2 separate regions of the Gossypium arboreum genome follow, and region 2 is linked to region 1. Evidence: chromatin contacts called from public Hi-C data. All regions are on one chromosome and are shown on one strand. Each heading gives the region's core, a stretch centred on a gene start, on an enhancer-like site or on the middle of the called end of the contact. The rest is flanking DNA. Distances are from core to core; before and after follow the strand shown. Region 1 holds the start of LOC108465666 (sialyltransferase-like protein 1). Region 2 overlaps LOC108479448 (DNA repair protein RAD16).

Region 1 (3,041 bases), core at 164-2,663:
AATACAGTCATCATCAACTCACAAACTCATCCAATTCTCGGCAAAATCAGCATTTAGATTGAACTAAACTAATCCAAGTTTTCTTATTATTGTTTAATGCAACATGGAATGGAAACAAGAACATCATCTGAGTTTTTTTGTGTTTTTTTTTATCTTAAGACTTGATTTAAGCAAACACGTGTTTAGGAAAAGTGACTTCCATCCAATCACCTAAGTGGAGGGAATGCCAGCAAAATAGATTGTTTCTAACCAGAAGGGAGGGAGTTGTTGCATAGACTGTAAGGTGATACAGGAGGCAAGTACAGCTACACAACATCAGCTTCCAATATGTTCATTTTCTAAAGATGTATAAAAAAGCTAGACCTATTCTAGATCCTAGGATTAAATGGTGGAGGTTGAACAGGGGCACGCAAGCACTTTTAAGTAATAGAGTAACCTGAGAGGCAAATTGAGAAGACGATTTCATACCCAGTATGATATGGAAAAAAATGGTTTATTGTGCTAAAGAGGTGACTGAGTAACTTGGTGAATCAAAGGATATAATGCCGCCATATAAGGATGCATCATGATGGAACGAAGAAGTACAACTATTAAGAACAAACGAATTTTCTATAGAAACTTAGGAAATACCGTGGATACAGATTGCTTTGAGAAATATAAGCCAGCAAAGAAAGAGGTCAAAAGCGTTGTAAGGGAGGTTGAATATTTTGTCATGTATATTTTATTTTATGGCAAACAGAAACTATAACAAAATAAAATAAAAAACTTTAAACTAATATAGAAAAGAACTGACCACGCATTGTTGAACACTGGTTTGAAAGTCGGCTAAACTCCTGAGTTCCTGAGGGCTGAGATCTGATACCTGCACTTTTTCTTTACCGAGATCTATTTTTCTGTTAATACGACCTGAAAACCAAGAATAAAATTAAGCATATTCAGAAATAAGCAATAAAAGGAAACTTCAATAGTTCAGAAATAGAGCTTCAGAAAGAACTAAAGAACCTGAGAAGAAAGAAGATTGGATTCCGAAAAGAAGAAGAGAAAAGAATGCAGCAGCGCAAACCAGAGGGAGAAGCGTGGATTTCTTGTGAGACTGAAACTGAGACCGAGATCTCATTGTTTCTCCACTTACAATCGGGGTTTATGATGTGAATTAGGAGCCCCTACACCTGCTTCTGCACTGTTATTAGAGTAGCAGATTGGATTTATATATCACTGAAAGTAATCAATTGATGCCAATTTTGATTTCTGGGTGGATTAGTTTCGACATCTTGTTAAAAGGATGACGCCAAAGAAGCAGAAATGTTTGGAACTGAGAGCCACAATTCTATTCTGGGATGATAAATCAAGACCAAATCAGAATAATGGACTATGAGCTTTCCTGTTGTATGCTAAGACTGATACTGGGAGTTCCACATTTTTCTGGACTCTAAATCCAGCCCAAGTTTATATAGAGAAGCAAAGCCGAAGCCCTAAACAATTAGCCTCTGTTTCTTTTTCTTTTCTTTTTCTTTTTAATTAGAAAACATTGTTAAAAATAAAGATATGTAAAAACAATAATTTGTTTTCATTATTTTTACTAAAAATGTTTTATAAAACTGAAAATGATAAAAAATTATTTTTAACTTTAAATGAATTCACATTCAAACTCATATAAACACAAAAATATTCTTTTTTCAACAAATTTTTAAATATTAAATCCTACCCTCATTGAAATTTATTTTATTTTATTTCTTATATTTCTGTTATAACAAATGTTTTCATGTTTCTATTATTGAAAATAAATATTTATTTCACAAACTAAGTACAACCTTAGTTAATCAATTTTTTCAATATTTCAAAGTTTTTCTTATCTTAACTAGTGATTAAGGATTCGAACTTCACTCTAAATATGAAGCAATTTAAAATTCGTAGTCAATATTTATCTCTTAATTAGCTTACAAAACACGAAGAATAGCTGGATACATACCGTGAAAAATCAGAGGAAATATAACAGTTTTGAAATCTATATAACTACACCCTATTCCTCCTATTGACACGTGGGCACCACCATGTTTTTTTTTTCATTTTACAAAAATGGTTTAATTTCAGATTTAGACATTTTATTATACTTAAAATTGAAATTTAATCATTATACTTTAATTTTAACATAATTCAATCCTATATTTTCATGATTATTAGTTAGTCTAAATAGTTAATATAATTAAATTTTCTATTAAAATTTATTTTTGGTTATATATAAATTGAAAACTTTAAGGGTATTAAAGACATCATATTTTGGGTTTGCCTTACTTTTTTTTTATATATATTACAAGATAATGGTTAAATTTCAATTTTGGCTTCTATACTAAGCTAAAACTTGGTTTAAATCCATATACTTTAATTTTGACACAATTTGGCCATTCTACTTTTATAATGTCATTAATTAGTCTAAATAATTACTATTGTTAACTATATCAAATATTATTTCAACAAAAAAATATTCTTATCATGACTAATTCAAATGTGTGTTTTAAGAAGAAGAAAATCACATAAGCATTCTCAACACATTTTTTAGTACATCACTACTAAATAATTTTTTTTAATTTTAAAATGTCACATCATTAAATTTAACTGAACATTTTTAACAATGATAACAATTAAATCTGAATTTTTAAAGTTGAAACATAGAGGAACTAAAATCTTAAAAAATAAAATAAGGAGACTAAATTACAAATGTATGAAATGTATAGGGACTTAAATCATATTTTAACCTTCAATTTTTACTCCATAATTTGATACAAACAGATAATTAATTCAATTCAAAATGTTACACAATAAATTTAATAAAATAAATTTAAATCTTGATAATAATTAAATCTAAATTTTAAATTTAAAAACTAAAGAGTGAAAAATAAAATAGCATTAGAGTATATTTTATTTTTAAATTTTCATAATTATTTCAGCGTGAATCATACTAATTATTTGTAAAATTAGGTGGATTTGGATGATGGGACAATGAACTAAGTGTTAGAGTATACCCAGCTAAGCAGGGGGCGAAT
Region 2 (2,981 bases), core at 166-2,665, 110 kb after region 1:
AAACTTTTATTAATAAACACAATTGTGTCTTTAATGAATAATGAAGAAGTCTTTATATAGGCTAATTAAATACGTCTAAATAAAACTCTAATTAATCTAAACAATAAATAATTTTAAACAAAACTTTATTGTTAATATAAAACTCCTAAATAACTTTAAATACTTAATAATTATAAAATATTCAAAATAAAAATAATAATAAAATAATAAGCCTAAAACTCGAATCCAATATAAAACACCTAAGCTTGTGGGATTGATTAAGGTCCTTGAAGTGAAATGTCTAAATTTGTTAACATTCTCCATATAAGCTTATTATCATAGATTGAGAATTTAGACCCATGAACAAAATTAATCTCTTCTAATTAATCATTATTCCAAAATCCACGGTCTTAAAGCTTTAACTCTTTTTTTCAAATTTTTTTAATAATAAAATCTTAAAAGAATAAGTTAAAGTTTAACTTTAATTACTTAAATTTGGATCTCATTATTAAATCTTGAGAGAAACTAAACACATCTCTATTATGAGCTTTAAATTGGACCGAAATTTCGTAAAAGGTCGTTTCATCTTTCAAAGTTTTAGGCTGTGGTTTTGTTTGTTTTCAAGTTGTCTAGTTTTGGTTTTTTGTTGTTTTTTTCTTCTTCCCAGAACAACCATTATGGCACCGTTCCTGATAGCCAGTCGTTGCAACGGTTAGTGGATGTAACAGCTCTTCTATTTTTTTTTAATTAATAATCACCAGCAGGTTTATTTCAAAAATTTATATATATTTTAACACTTAGAATTAATTAAAATCTAAATCTAAAGTTGAATTATCCAAACATTTAATTTAGATTAATTAAAATCTTCAAATTTTAATATTTTAATTCCCAACTAAAATTTTGAAATCCAAATTCTACTTTCTTATCCTGGTAATTTTTAAATTTTATTAAAATTTGTATAGGTTTTTTATAAACTTCTACAACTTTTTTAAATTGTTAATATTTTTATAGCTTTTAGAAACTTTTAATTTATATATATTTGATTTTTTAGATTTATTAAAATTTTATATACTTAAAAAATTCAAAAGTTGGTATGAAATGCCACATCATCTACAAAAAAAAGACTAAACTATTTGAACAAAAATTCAAAAAGCCAGTCGATAAATTCAATGAGTTTTGAGAGAGATAATGGCATTAACTATATAAGTTCCAAACATAACATGTCCCAAGTCAAAAACAGAAAAGAGAGAAGTATTTTACATTTCACTAGAACTTGGCTTCAACAACCCAACCCAACCCAGCTCAGCTCACACAAATAGAAATCTCATGTCTGCCTCCGTCAATTTTCCTAGAGCCTCTGTGGAGCCACCCACCGTCCTACACAACACCACAACACATTAAACATTCAAATTACTCCTTCAAATTTAACCAAAAACTAATTAAACTCTTACCCTTCAAACACTAATTCCTTCTTTTCTTGCAGCTTTAATATCCTCTCCTCTATTGTGTTCTCAATAACAAACCTCACAATCCTAACATCACACCAAAAAAGATGCAATTAGTCTCATTAACTCAAACCAGTCTCAACATTTTTGTTATAAATTAACTTACAATCACAACCCAACCTTATTGGTTTACATTGCCCTATTCGGTGTATCCTATCTTGTGCTTGGCGCTCCACAGCTGGGTTCCACCAAGGGTCCATCAAGAAAACCTAATCAGGTCCAAAGTCTACCATTTTAAGCCTTTAGGAAAAAGAAATGTACACAAAGGAATAGCCAATTTAACCTGAACACTACAGCATTCATTTTAGATAAGGAAACGTTTAATTGCAAAATTTAAAACAAAATGTAATCCCAATAAGAGAGAGTAATGCCATAAATCCTTTTTTTGCAAATGGATCCCAAAAGATATCAGAGATTAAACCAAACAAGAATTCAATAAGATATTGCTTACATGTGATGCAACTGTGAGATTAAGGGCAACACCTCCAGCTTTCAAACTCATGAGAAATATCTTGCAATCTGGATCCTCAGTAAAACTCTTAATTGCAGCATCTCTCGCAGCCAAGGACATGCTCCCTACTAGTTGAACACATTTTATGCTGGACTGCAAAAGAGGCCAATCTATTATGATAGCATCTTTTCTTATCTGCACAAAGAAACCATGACAGAATTTGTTTCGTTTCTCATTTTAGAGACCTTATGAAGGGAGTATTTTATGAGATCCAAGAAAGATGTGAATTGGCTGAAAACAATTCCCTTCGCAGAACCATCTCTTTCCACCATGAATCTGATTTCTTCCCTCTAAAATTATGAAAACTCTGTTAGCAGAGAGGATCAAGAGATAAACAGTGAACAATATGAATATGCCATGCAATAGAGGCAAATTTGCCACAGGTCATAATAATCATCACTCAACAGTGAAAGTAATAACACTAATACTGTCAATAACGTTCTGTCATTTATCTTTGTTATCATCCACTTATATTGACAAAGAAATGCAGCTGCTGCTAATTTCTATTATGAATAGCACTGCTGTGAATTTAAAAGGTGACACAAAATTACTGCAGCATTACACATGACAATATTGAAGTTCAAAATACCAAGTTTTACGACTTTGATAGAAACATAGTTTACAAATAAAGACACTGCTAGTCATTGGGGTTTACATAAGAATTTACTATATGAAGAACAAGCCAAATGGGAACTCCAAGCAGGCTATCAGAGGAAATTTCTAACCACATTAATAAGAAGTTTCTGCTAAACTGTCCAGTAAAGTCATGCCAATAATGATAAAGGAGAGATATCTAATAGCCATTAATGACATAATGCAAACCATGGTTGTGTATATAGTACAGATGTTATCCTCTCAAAATAGTCAAGCAACTTTTTAGCAATTAATGAATCCCAGTAAGTCATACCAAAGCCTCTATTTTAGTGCTCGTCTGAAAATCATTTAATTGAATTCTGTTCAGAATACTTGAGGATTTAAACCCCTTC

The links. Hi-C and Micro-C count contacts between places; a contact is called where the count stands out from the background.
Region 2: a contact with region 1 is called in a Hi-C map of leaf, with 5 times the contacts expected there. The contact joins the enhancer-like site here to the promoter of LOC108465666 in region 1. A contact is called at or near these places in 2 of 5 Hi-C or Micro-C datasets (both in leaf).

Annotation. Positions count from the first base shown.
Region 1 is chr3:58,207,346-58,210,386 of ASM2569848v2, forward strand. It overlaps LOC108465666 (sialyltransferase-like protein 1), which reads right to left and starts at 1,414. Exons shown (of 11, transcript XM_017766042.2): 1 at 1,003-1,414; 2 at 794-906. The coding sequence starts at 1,117.
Region 2 is chr3:58,315,211-58,318,191 of ASM2569848v2, forward strand. LOC108479448 (DNA repair protein RAD16) reads right to left here. Exons shown (of 16, transcript XM_017782052.2): 11 at 2,903-2,981; 12 at 2,181-2,285; 13 at 1,936-2,088; 14 at 1,605-1,693; 15 at 1,431-1,511; 16 at 1,154-1,356. The coding sequence ends at 1,287. Among protein-coding and RNA genes, the nearest start is that of LOC108479448, 7.8 kb to the right of the region's middle. Within about 2 kb of position 1,416, at least 2 of the 2 cell types and tissues checked have an H3K27ac peak or open chromatin away from gene starts, as enhancers often do. A contact at or near this core is called in leaf, where this site is marked.